Regions from separate parts of the Mus musculus genome. Here region 2 is linked to region 1. Evidence: chromatin contacts called from public HiChIP or PLAC-seq data. All regions are on one chromosome and are shown on one strand. Each heading gives the region's core, a stretch centred on a gene start, on an enhancer-like site or on the middle of the called end of the contact. The rest is flanking DNA. Distances are from core to core; before and after follow the strand shown. Region 1 overlaps Rtn1 (reticulon 1). Region 2 holds the start of Lrrc9 (leucine rich repeat containing 9).

What was found. HiChIP or PLAC-seq counts read pairs in DNA pulled down with a chosen protein or histone mark.
Region 2: a contact with region 1 is called in an H3K4me3 HiChIP or PLAC-seq map of stem cell-derived neural progenitor cells, with 2.9 times the contacts expected there. The contact joins the promoter of Lrrc9 here to the enhancer-like site in region 1. A contact is called at or near these places in 4 of 39 promoter capture datasets (the 3T3-L1 cell line, the HPC-7 cell line, pre-B cells and 1 more), 3 of 115 datasets of contacts at active chromatin or transcription factors (embryonic stem cells, forebrain and stem cell-derived neural progenitor cells) and 1 of 9 other capture datasets (embryonic stem cells).

Annotation. Positions count from the first base shown.
Region 1 is chr12:72,262,415-72,268,048 of GRCm38.p6, forward strand. All of the region lies in intron 3 of Rtn1 (reticulon 1), which reads right to left. It overlaps Gm52013 (a long non-coding RNA gene), which reads left to right. Exons shown (of 3, transcript XR_003950281.1): 3 at 4,311-5,634. Among named protein-coding and RNA genes, the nearest start is that of Gm52013, 5.2 kb to the left of the region's middle. Within about 2 kb of position 3,082, at least 44 of the 459 cell types and tissues checked have an H3K27ac peak or open chromatin away from gene starts, as enhancers often do. A contact at or near this core is called in forebrain and stem cell-derived neural progenitor cells, where this site is marked.
Region 2 is chr12:72,440,583-72,446,554 of GRCm38.p6, forward strand. Lrrc9 (leucine rich repeat containing 9) reads left to right here and starts at 1,284. Exons shown (of 32, transcript NM_001142728.1): 1 at 1,284-1,586.

The sequences.
Region 1 (5,634 bases), core at 1,832-4,331:
CCAGATGTAGTTTCGTTACTTGAGCAAATTAACACATCTCCGGGCACCTGGTATACGGCTATTGATCTGGCAAATGCCTTCTTCTCAGTACCTGTCCATAAGGACCACCAGAAGCAATTTGCTTTCAGTTGGCAAGGCCAACAGTATACCTTTACAGTTTTGCCTCAAGGATATATTAACTCTCCTGCCCTATGTCATAATTTAGTTAGAAGGGATCTTGATCGTTTGGATCTTCCACAAAATATCACATTGGTGCACTATATTGATGACATTATGCTGATTGGACCAAGTGAGCAGGAAGTAGCAACCACTTTGGACTCATTGGTAACACATATGCGTATCAGAGGATGGGAAATAAATCCAACCAAAATTCAAGGACCATCTACCTCAGTGAAATTCTTAGGAGTCCAGTGGTGTGGGGCATGCAGAGATATTCCTTCTAAGGTGAAAGATAAGTTATTGCACCTGGCCCCTCCTACAACCAAGAAAGAAGCACAACGTTTAGTGGGCCTATTTGGATTCTGGAGACAACACATCCCTCACTTGGGTGTGTTACTTAGGCCTATTTACCAAGATATAGTTATTTTGGCCAAGGAAGCTGTGGCCCTGGGTTCTACAGGAAATTGGGGTGGGAAGGAGAAATGTACCTGTCTTTCTCTTGAGTCAGCTAAACACCTAAGCTCATCTAAGCTCCCAGCTTCAGGAGGTTACTGAATCAGAAAGCATGACCGCATTTGAGAACAAGGGAACAATGACCAACTATCCCACTCAGGAAATGTAGAAGCATTGGTTTTAGTTTTTGCTTGGAAATTTCCTAGCAAAACATAACAGCCCATTTCTGTCTCTTGGTGTTCAGTGTCCCTTAAAATAGTATTTCTTACAAAAATAACACTTTTTCCCCACTCCAAGTCTTGGCGTCTAAATGCTATTCTAAGCATTTTAGAGGGATAAATTAGTCAATGCTATTTACAACAATGACTGCCATGCTGTGGGCTGAGATAGCTTCCCTCGGATTGCCAAGAAGAGAACAAGGCTGCCATACAAATGCTGGAAAGCAAGCTGAGGGGTAAGTCCAGCTTGAGGAAGATGTGGAAGACGGCCAGTGCCTAGTGGCGGAGGGGTCTTTTCTCTGAAGTTTTATCTAAAGACTACATGCTACTGATAAAGCCTCTAGGTACAATTATTTTAGCTACTCCTTCCTGACCTTCCAATAGCAAACAGAAAGCCCAAACTTACCCTTGCTTCGAGAGCTTGGGGCTGGTCTTTGTTCATTGTACGTCTTAGTTCTACAGTGTGAGAAATGAACGTGGGTTTACACGCCTGGATCGCTGCAGATAACACACACTGGCTCAGACAGAGATAACGCACTCAAGGGCAGACTTCTATAAGCTCTAGCACTTTCTGTCCCCTCCCTTGTAAATGCTGAAGGCTTGTTGCTTTTCCCATGCTGAGGCCTCAGAGCTAAGGCTCTGTGCTGGGCAACCAGGCACAGCGACAGGAATCTCACTGTCTGCACAGAGGCAGGAATCTCTCTGTCTCCACTGTGTTTGTGATGCCAGCTATGTGAAAGGCTAGGGTGGTGCTACTTCAGTTTCTTAGCCTTCAGCTCAACAATTTCAAAAGCATCAGAGGACCTTAGTAAAATAACTGGATGCTGGATGGCTTACAAACTCAGAAGTGGGCGCTAGAAACATGCCACTCACAAGTTCCTGGGTCCTCCTTTGCATGTGTAACTTTAAAGCTCACAGACAGAGGTACAAGGATTATGTATACAAATCTATCTCAGTCTTTGAGTTCAACGGCGAATTCTAAGAATTGGTAGAGGGCATCTGATTCACGCTGTCTGAATCATGGAGTTTGAAAAGAGAGAGAGATCAGATTGCAAGGCAGAACAGTATTTAGAAAAGATGGAGCGGAAAGAAAACGCCAACAGGAGCTGTGACTTGATGTTTTATGGGAAGCATTTGTGGTTTAGTGAAATTGTAGAGTGGCTTCAGTGCTTTTGGGAGAAGTGTGCTGAGTTCTCCAGGCGAGCATGGAGAGTGTTGGAGCCCTCTCTGTCATGGCTGTCCATCACTGAGAGCCACAGATGAAAACCCAAGGACTTCTGAATCGGGCTTTAGCTTTGCTATTGTGAATGTTTAGAAATGTTGGAAATATGGTAACCAATGGTTACCATATAAACCAGCCCAGCCCCTAAGATTGTGAGGTGTCAATCTCTGTTCTGTACCTCCCGTTTCTCTACTGTAAAAGGCTATGCTTGTGCAGCACCAGGCATAGGTAACTTTCAGGCTTAAACGGAAAACACAGGGCACAGGGTAAGCACTAACATGGTCAGAATTAACCTTGGTCTGACTAATGAAACATGAACTGCGTCATTGAAGTCAATCTGGGGTTTGCCTCCGGACTCAAATTATTCACACTGTAATTGTTATCGATTGCCAAAGGCATCTGAAAGTTCCCAGGTACCCTGAAAATGATACAGTTTTCTGTAGATTCCACACGAAGATTTGATTGAATATTGTAACCTTTTCTTATTTTTGTTTTAGATGTATTAGGTTTGCTCGTTTGTTGCACGTGTGTAACGTGAAAGGATAGATGGAATAGATAGGCAGGCAGGCAGGCAGGCAGATGGATGGAAGGAAGGAAGGAAGGAAGGAAGGAAGGAAGGAAGGAAGGAAGGAAGGAAGGAAGGAGAGGAATAAAGACAGCTTGAGCTGGAGGGCTGGCGAGATGGGTCATAAGACAAAGGCAATTGCTGTCAAGACTGACAACCTGAATTCAGTCCCTGGAACTCACATGGTAAAAGCAGAAAAAAATGACTCTTACAAGCTACAGGCTGTCTTCTGACTTCTGTGGGAATATTGCAGCATATGCATGCAAGTACTTTCATCCCAATAAGCAAACAAATATTTAAAACAAGCCCTAGACCCACAGTCTAAAACAAGGCTTACACATTGTACAGTATCTACAGTGAAGCTAAAATGCAATTCTCCCCCAACTGCTGCATACCCAGAATCCTCTGGGATGCATCTGACAAAGCATGGCTGTCTCCATGGTACCTGTCACCATGGCAGCTGAGAGCACTCCTGATGGAACAACCAAGTCCCTAAGAAAGCCCTTGGCTATGGCTCCTAGCAGCTTTGCTCTTGGATACATGGAACATTTTCTGTTGTTTCTGTTTTGAAGTAGTCAGAAAAATCTTCCAAAGTAGATAACTGCTGCTAAATATGCTTAATTAATATTGTGCAATATTCAAAATAACAAAATCCCTTTCAATACCAATTAGAGATGTATATGTCTCTCTCTTTCCCTCTCCCTCCTCTCTCTCTCTCTCTCTTTCTCTCTCTCTCTCTCTCTCTCTCTCTCTCTCTCCACATGTGTTCACACTCAAGCACACCCACAGGCCCTCCAGTCCTCCTTTGAATATGTAACAGAGGCACAAGTCCTATGTATCTAAATCTTCCTCAGTCCTTGAGTTCAATGGTGAATTCTAAGAAGCATCTGATCCATGTTGGCTCCCTGAGTTTGGGAAGGGAGAGATTGGATCGCAAGGATAATATATGCATGCATGGAGTGGATGTGTAAGTGTAGGAGCATGCATGCCACTGTGTGTATATGGAGGTGTGAGTGCAGGAGTGTGCATGCCACTGTGTGCATATGGAGGTGTGAGTGCAGGAGTGTGCATGCCATTGCATGTATACGGAGGTGAAAGACAATTTTGTAAAGTCATTTCTCTCCTTCCACCTTAATGCGAGCTCTAGGGATCAAGTTTATGTGGCCAGACTTGCATACAAGCCCTTGCAGCAGCTCAGTCATCTGACCAGCTCTCTTGCTCTCAGAAGAGCAATTCCAAAGTAACTCATGTGAATCCTGTATTAAGGATGTGTCAGTAAAGTTTGTATATGGACAGAGACAGAAGTCACCATGTTACTCTATAAAGAGTGGCTTTATAGGAAGGCCACTCTTACACTAACTTAAAATAATCAATATACTCACACGATACAGGGTTTATAAATATGTTTCATATTTAATGTTAAAAGTAATGAAGTGGGAATTTCTGGTTTCTTTGGAGACTCAACAGAGTCATGTGCTGTTTTTCTGGAGATTGTCTTATGGGAAGATATTTTGCTGAGAACAGACACGTGGTGTTTTAAAGGAAGCTGCCTGGAAAAGGGGTATGTGATGTTTTGCTTAGAGCAGACTCTAGAGAGGACACGTGATGTTTGGAAAGGGTATAAATATAACCCAACAGACAGTGGACAATGCTGTGGCATTGATTTGCCTTGCTTTCTTTGATGATTTTGTAGAGAGAAATGCACCAAAGAACTTCTCATGATATTCCACTGGCTTCTGGCCACTGCTGTGGACTTGGGGAGGTTGGCGTCGGATGGCTTCTTCAGAATTGACCTGCTGCTGCTGATTCGTGAATGGTGTTTGCGAGTGGATTGAGCTTCCACTGCTGACTCATGGGAACTGAGCTGCTGACATCCTGACAACAAAGATTGGAATGGCCCCAAAGAGCTGTTACAAGCAGGTCCACATCCTCCTTTGCCCTATTAACCTTTCCTTTCCACTCCCTCTGGTGGGTGGTGGACTACAGGGAGGTTAAAACATCTAGGAAACCTTATTAAAGCAGGTTGTGAAAAATCTAAGCCTACGCAGAAGCAGACTGAAGGAAAATTGTGGAAATGCTGGTGATGGCTACCCCAGGTGACTGCATTGTAGATGACAATTCTATCTATTTTTGTATTTATAGTATCTGTATTTAATGCTATCCTTTTTTATTTTCTCTGCCTCTCTTTTTATCCTCAGCATCCATAACTATGGTAACAGTGGTAATCTCTATACCTCTGCCTATAATTTAGACCATTATATGCACACAGTAACCACAGCAAACCTTAGAACACTTTTTAAAGCTAGACCTGTGAGTATTCTCTAACAAGAGATCAAGTACTTAGTATTTCCGTTTTTCCTTTCTTCTTTTGCTGTTTTGTTTTTTGACACAGGGTTGTATGTAACTGAGGCAGGCTTTGGACTCCTTGTTCTGGGTCTTTCTCTCAAGTGCTCGGATTTCAGGCACATATCGCAGTGCCTGGCCCTCATGGTTTCTTACGTGATTTTTGTTTCCTTTATAGTTTGCTGTCCCTCAAGATTTAGGAATTTGATTTGCATGAGAGAGGAACATAATAGTTTGTTTCTGTGGAACAATGTTTTCCTAGAACCCAAAAGTCAGAAGTCCTTAAAACATATATGTTTCATACTTGGTGCTGAAAATACAGTTGGGGTTGAACAGGGCTCGGTGGGTAAGTGCACTGGCTGCTCTTGCAGAGGACCCAGGTTCCAGCACTCACAACCATCTGCAACTCCAGTTCCAGGGATCCAGTGCCCTCTTCTGGCCCCTTTGAGTACTGCATGTGCATGCATGTGGTACACAGACATAAATGCAGGCAAAACTCTCATATGCATAAAATAACAAAATAAGAATGGACAAAAGTTCTGGAAATGTGCTGAGATGTGAGAAAGAAGAGTGGATACTGTCTCAGTTCCCCAAGGACCCCGTAGTTAAAGTCTGCAGTCCCCCTGTACCTTTTACCTAACAGAATCAGTCCTTATGGGGTTTCGTTATCAGCA
Region 2 (5,972 bases), core at 34-2,533, 180 kb after region 1:
AAAATAGAGAGGGAGAATTAATTCACTTCTTCAGTGAATGTGTTTACAGACAGCAAACTCATCGGATGCATCCAACTCTTAAGTTATTAAATAGAAATATTTAGCCGGGCGTGGTGACACATGCTTTTAATCCCAGCACTTGGGAGGCAGAGACAGGCGAATTTCTGAGTTCGAGGCCAGCTTGGTCTACAAAGTGAGTTCCAGGACAGCCAGGGCTACACAGAGAAACTCAAAAAAACAAACAAACAAACAAACAAAAATATAAACAAAAAATAAGAAAGAAAGAAAAACGAAATATTTATAATGTTTAGATTTTCTTGAGAAAGCAATTGAAAGCTAGGCTGAGTGAAGCAGCAGATGCTAGTTTGCAAGAGGACCCGAAGGTCATAAATACTAACACATCCCCACTGAATTATAAAAATGAGTGCAGTGCTGTCAAGAGTTTTGTCAATTTGATACAAAACTAGACACAACGACAGAATCTCAACTGAGGAACTGCCCCTATCAGATTGTCCTGAGAGCATATCTTTTTTTTTTTTTTTTTTTTTTTGATTAATGACTGATAGGAGAGAGCCCAGCCCACTGTGGACAGTGCCTCTCCTGAGCAGGTCGTCCTGGCTTGTATAAGAGAGCCACCTGAACCCCATAGTATTTCTCCACTGCTCCTAGCTGGGCTGACTCCCCTGCTGAAGGACTGTGATCTGATCATATAAAGCCAAATAAACCCTCATCTCAAGTTGCGTCCGGTCATGGTGTTTATTTCTTGCAATAGACAGCAAACAACGACATGCCCGGTCCAAAATAACCTAATGCAAGCCTCCCAAGCAATTATAAATTGTCCTGGTAGCCAGATTTTCAACGTAACAAACAAAACATAACCTTATTTAACTCAGTGCACCCCAAAATAGTTTAACATGTGATCGATACAAAAATCATTAACAAAGTCGTTTCCATTGCATCTCTGCATACCAAGCGTTTAAGTTTTGGTCTATTTTCCTATATACGTCAGTTCAGACTACCGCTTTTAAAGGGCACATACGCGGCTGTGGCTAGTGGCTAACTCTAGTAGACGTTGTGGTTGATTTGGTTTGTTTTATAAGTTCATTGCTTTCTCAGCCAGTCTCCCCCTGTCCTCTTAACTTGTATTCTATCTTGTAAATTATTGCCTCCTGAGAATTTTGGCAAATTAAGACACTCGAAAGCCTGCCTGAGAACTCCTAAAAGACCAGTGGGGGTCGATTGCTTGGAGACGTTCCTGGGCGCGCGGTCTGGCGCTTGCCCTTGGGGGCTCACCGGGCTCTTGGTGGCCTCAGCTGCGCAGCAGCTGGGACCGAGGCCATCAGCGGCGGAAGGGGAACCGTCTTATGACCTCACTGCTCCACGCCATGCTGGGGATCAAGACCAGTTAGTACTGCTGACTTCGAGGCTCCAGGTGTCAAAAACTTTAACTGTGAAAATGCCAGGACCAGGTCCCCACCGCCTAGCCCACAAACTGTCACTGTCCTCGGAAGGAAACAAAGTGAACACCCAAGACTAAGAACTAGGCAGCGACCGGCTGCCACCGCTCCGCGGGAGTCTTAACAAAGGTGGGAGGGGAGGTCTTCCGGAAGGGGGCGGGGGAGGGTCTTCCCTGCTTAAGTTAATTGGTTGTAGTTTGCTACCACGTGATGCAGGCAAGGATGGGCGGCTGATTTCCCCGTCCTCGCCATCCCCTTCCTGACCCAGAGGTCAAGGGAGGCGGAGAGAGGGTTTCCTAGACAACCGCAGTGGGCGGTCAGTACACAGCAGGCCCGGGGCTGGTGTCAGCTGCAGGAAGGGATTTGGGAGGTCGGAGTGCACTCTGACCTGCCTAGGACAGCCCTGGAATCCATCCTCTCTCTGGAATAAGGTACTGAGTATCGGTCTTCTGGTTGCCTCTAGGTGTCCCTCCCCTGTAGGAAGGACTAGGGAGTCACATGGAGGAAATCTCCCAGCAGCACACAGGTCAGGGGACCTATGTGATGGTGCAGTGGGGGTTATAGTAATATTGTGATGGTAGTTATAATAATAAAAAATAATAGTGATACTTCAGAGAAGGATCCTAGGAAAAAGGAAAAAATGATGTGCCCTAGGCTCGGGCAACTACTGGACTGAAAGACTCAAGGGATACTGATCATCTAGAAATAGGAGGGCCTTTATGTGAACCACCAGGGAGAACTGTTGGGTTCTGGCTCCTTTATACTCAAGGGAGAAAACAGTTGGACCACCTAGGGCTTCTGTTGGGCAGAAAGGTGATAGTTTCTTAGATTAAATGCTCACTCAGCTTTGCTGGCAGACAGTTCTTTACGGACCAGTTAGTACTGTGTTACAAATTGCCATGCAGAACAGTGTTTACAGTCATGTTGGGTAGGATGTGTGTGGTATGACAGTTCATTGGAACCATTTGATAAGTTATGTCGTGTCAGCCGTAGTTCCTGTCCTCGGTGAACATGTTAGGAGGAAGGACCTGCAAGTATCACAATACAATGTGACAGACAGTAGCCATGCAGAGGACATGTGCTAACCTTACCCAGTCACATGAAAGAGAATGTTTACAATAAGACCAAAGAGGATGCAAGTCTTCGAAGAAGACTCAAGGCACTCTTTAAGGATATATGGAGTATAGAGTCAAGGACAGAAGATATTTCAAGGAGAGGAAGAAGTATGTGCTGAAGTACAGCCATGCTAGCTATCATAGGACTAGAGTTGTAGCCGGTACTGGAATGTTGAGTGGCTGTTTTGGTTGACCAGGGGCTTAAGAGATTGGCATGAGTCTGAAAATGGTGATTATAAACAATTTCCAAGAGGAGTAGCATAAACAAATATACCCCCGCAAGAGTCTAGCTGCTCCCATGGATTAGAGAATGGGGTAGGTAGTGAGACAAGAGGGGCCACGATGGCAGAGAGTGGAGAGGAAGCATAAGAATTGTGTGTGTGTGTGTGTGTGTGTGTGTGTGTGTGTGTGTGTGTGTGTGTTGGGATGGAGAAGGGATGGGTGGTGGTGTCCTTTAGCACAAGAAGGCATTCATTAAGGGGAAACAACATTGGTTGGAAATACGAGCTCAGCTTGGGACAGGCATACTGTATTTGAGATGCCTGTGACATGTTCACGTGGGCTTTTGAGTTTATTGCATAGGAAAGAGGACACGAAAGATGAGTGGCTTTTACAAAGAAGGAAGCTGTTAGTGCAAAATAACAAGTAGAGGACTAGGGAGACAGTTTAGACGGTGAAGCGCTTTCCTTGCAAGCAAGAGGACCTGCGTTCCATCCCAGAACCCATGTAAATAAAACATGGCGTGTAATCCCCGTGCTTGGGAGGCAAGCCAATTCCTGGAGCTCCTTGGTCAGCGAAGCTAGCCCACCAGGTGAGTTCCCATCAAGATGAGAGACACCGTCTCAAAAGGAAATCGAGGTGGATGGCACCTGTGGGATGGCCCCTGAGATTATCCTCTGACCTCCACACTTAGATTCACACAGCAGCGTTTATTCTTGCATGTGCATACACAGAGTGGGAGGGAAGGAGAGGGAGGGGTAGGGGATAGAGAGAAACCAAGGAGAAAACTTGAGAATAATCAGTATCGCTCAATGCTATCAGCATTGCTCAAAGTCACATCAAGGTCAAGTTGAGGCGGAAACGGGTCCACTGTCTTTGGCAATCTGGAGTTATTGACTGTTGTTGGACTTATTTAACCAGAAGTAGACGCTGTGATGGCTTGAAGGGTTTTCTTTCACATTACACTGGGTTGAGGACTGCATGGAGTAAATTATTGTTGCTGATGATTGTCTAGAAAGTTCTTTGTGAAAGTGTGAAACGTAGCTATTCAGGGTTTTTTTTTTTTTAATGCAATATAGAAAGGACTTTTCTAAATAGGGAAACCTGTGCTTACACACAGAGGAAAGGAGACCCTATGGGAAGAAAGATGGACTGGCAGAGCAGTCTCTAACAGAGGTAGACACGGTGGACCCGTGCACAGAAAAGCTGATTCATTTCAGTCAAAACGAAGTCTTTATTTATTCATTGTATGTGATACGTGTGCACATGTGTGTGGGGGCATGCTCACTCAAGGATGTATGGATATATATAAGAGACTGCTAATATGGAGTGTCTTCCTCAATTCCTCTCTTACCAATTCAGCCAAATTGCTGGACCCGGCAAGCCTTCCCCATCTTGCACACCCAAACCCAACAACTCCTTGAGCTCTTTCTGTCTCCACTCGCAGGCCTGGATTGCAGGTGTCCAGCGTTTCCATGGGTGCTGCGAACCTAAACTGAAATCCTCACTCTTGCACAGCAAACACAAGCAAGCACTTCATCCATTAAGCCAACTCCCTCAGCCCCCAAATGAACATTTCTACTGAGCCAAAAGTCCTAAGGGGGTGGGGCGGGCGATGTGTGTTTAAGGAGAAAGGAAATTGAAGGGAGTATATCCTAAGACAGCCCTGTTACCTGTGAAGGTGAGGACAGGACAATCTGACAAGAGATGGCGGAGGAGGCAGGGAGGGATGATAAGGGAGAGGGGAGAAATGAGGGCGGAAGGGGGCAGGCTTGAGAACGGTGGTGCATGTTAGGATAATCTCATGGATCCCAGGATTTTCATCTTCCAGCCTCTTCTCATAGGAAAGGGAGCAGAGGAGACACAGAAACGCTTGCCTCTGTAGCTGGGGAATAGCTTCTTACAGCTCAGATGTCGTTGTGCAAATTTGGGGGTTTCCATTGGATTCTTCTTTGTCCGTTAACTTCTGAGCTAGAATAAGGTTATTTTGCCTAAATGGGTCATTGATGTTGACAGAGTATCGTGAAGTTGAGAGAGAAGCTTCATGTCTCTGTACCCAGAAATGTAGTCTTCTTGACTAAATGAAGAGATGTGCTTTGTTTTTACAAAGTCCTCAGAAGGTGAACTCCCTTCCTCTAATACTTTACTGTAGTGCACTCTTCAGTCAGAATCCCAGCTGGACTTTTAAAATTCTTTTTTTATATTTAATTTGCAGTGTGTGTGTGTGTGTGTGTGTGTGTGTGTGTGTGTGTGTAGTGTGGATATGTGCAAGGTGTACAGGTACTTACAGACAAAGAGGAATGGGATTTGCAGAGCAGGGGTAGCTCTTAGCCCACTGATGTAGGAACTAGGAATGGAGCTCCGGGCCTCTGGAAGAACAGCAAGTGCTCTTAACCTCTGAATGAATCTCAAGCCCCACAACAGAGATCTTTAACAACAAATCTTAATATGTCATAAAATGAATATAAAAAACTAAGAAACTTAAAAGGAGGAGAAGGAGGAAAAGGAGGAGAAGGAAGTGGAAGGGGAGGAGGAAGAAGAGGAGGAAGAGGAAGAAGAGGGAGAGAAGGAATTGTATTGGCAACTATAGAAGCACAGAAGGAAGGCTTTATTTTGGGCTTGTGGTCCCAGCGGGTTAGAAGCCTATATTAGTCAGGGTTCTCTAGAAGAAGAGAACTGTGTGTGTGTTGATTAGAATGGCTACCAAGCTGTGGCAGTGGTCTGGCTAGTTCAAGAATGGCTGTCTCCTAAATGGAGACATGACTGGATGTCTCAGCTGGTTTTTGGTTGGAATCCTATGGATATCGGGTTCTAATACCTGCAAAGTAATGCCTCAGATGCAGAATAAATGGCATTGACCATGCGAGTAAGGAAAAGCAGACAAAAACCAAAAGCTTCCTTCTTACATGCGACCAGAAAGTATGGCCTAGATTTAGGGTGGGTCTTCCCACCTCAGATAATCCAATCAGGGGAAATAAAGCCCTTTACAGGAATGCCCAGATATTTAGGTTTTAGTTGACTCCAAATGTAGTCATCACAAAGCTAGTCGCCACCATGGTGAGGAGGTGTGGTCATAGGTAGGCATGGTGGCAGAGTTAGCTAAAGGATAATGTGGCTTTTGAAACATTATCTTTTATCTCTTATTATATTTTATTATATTTTATTATTATTATCATTATTA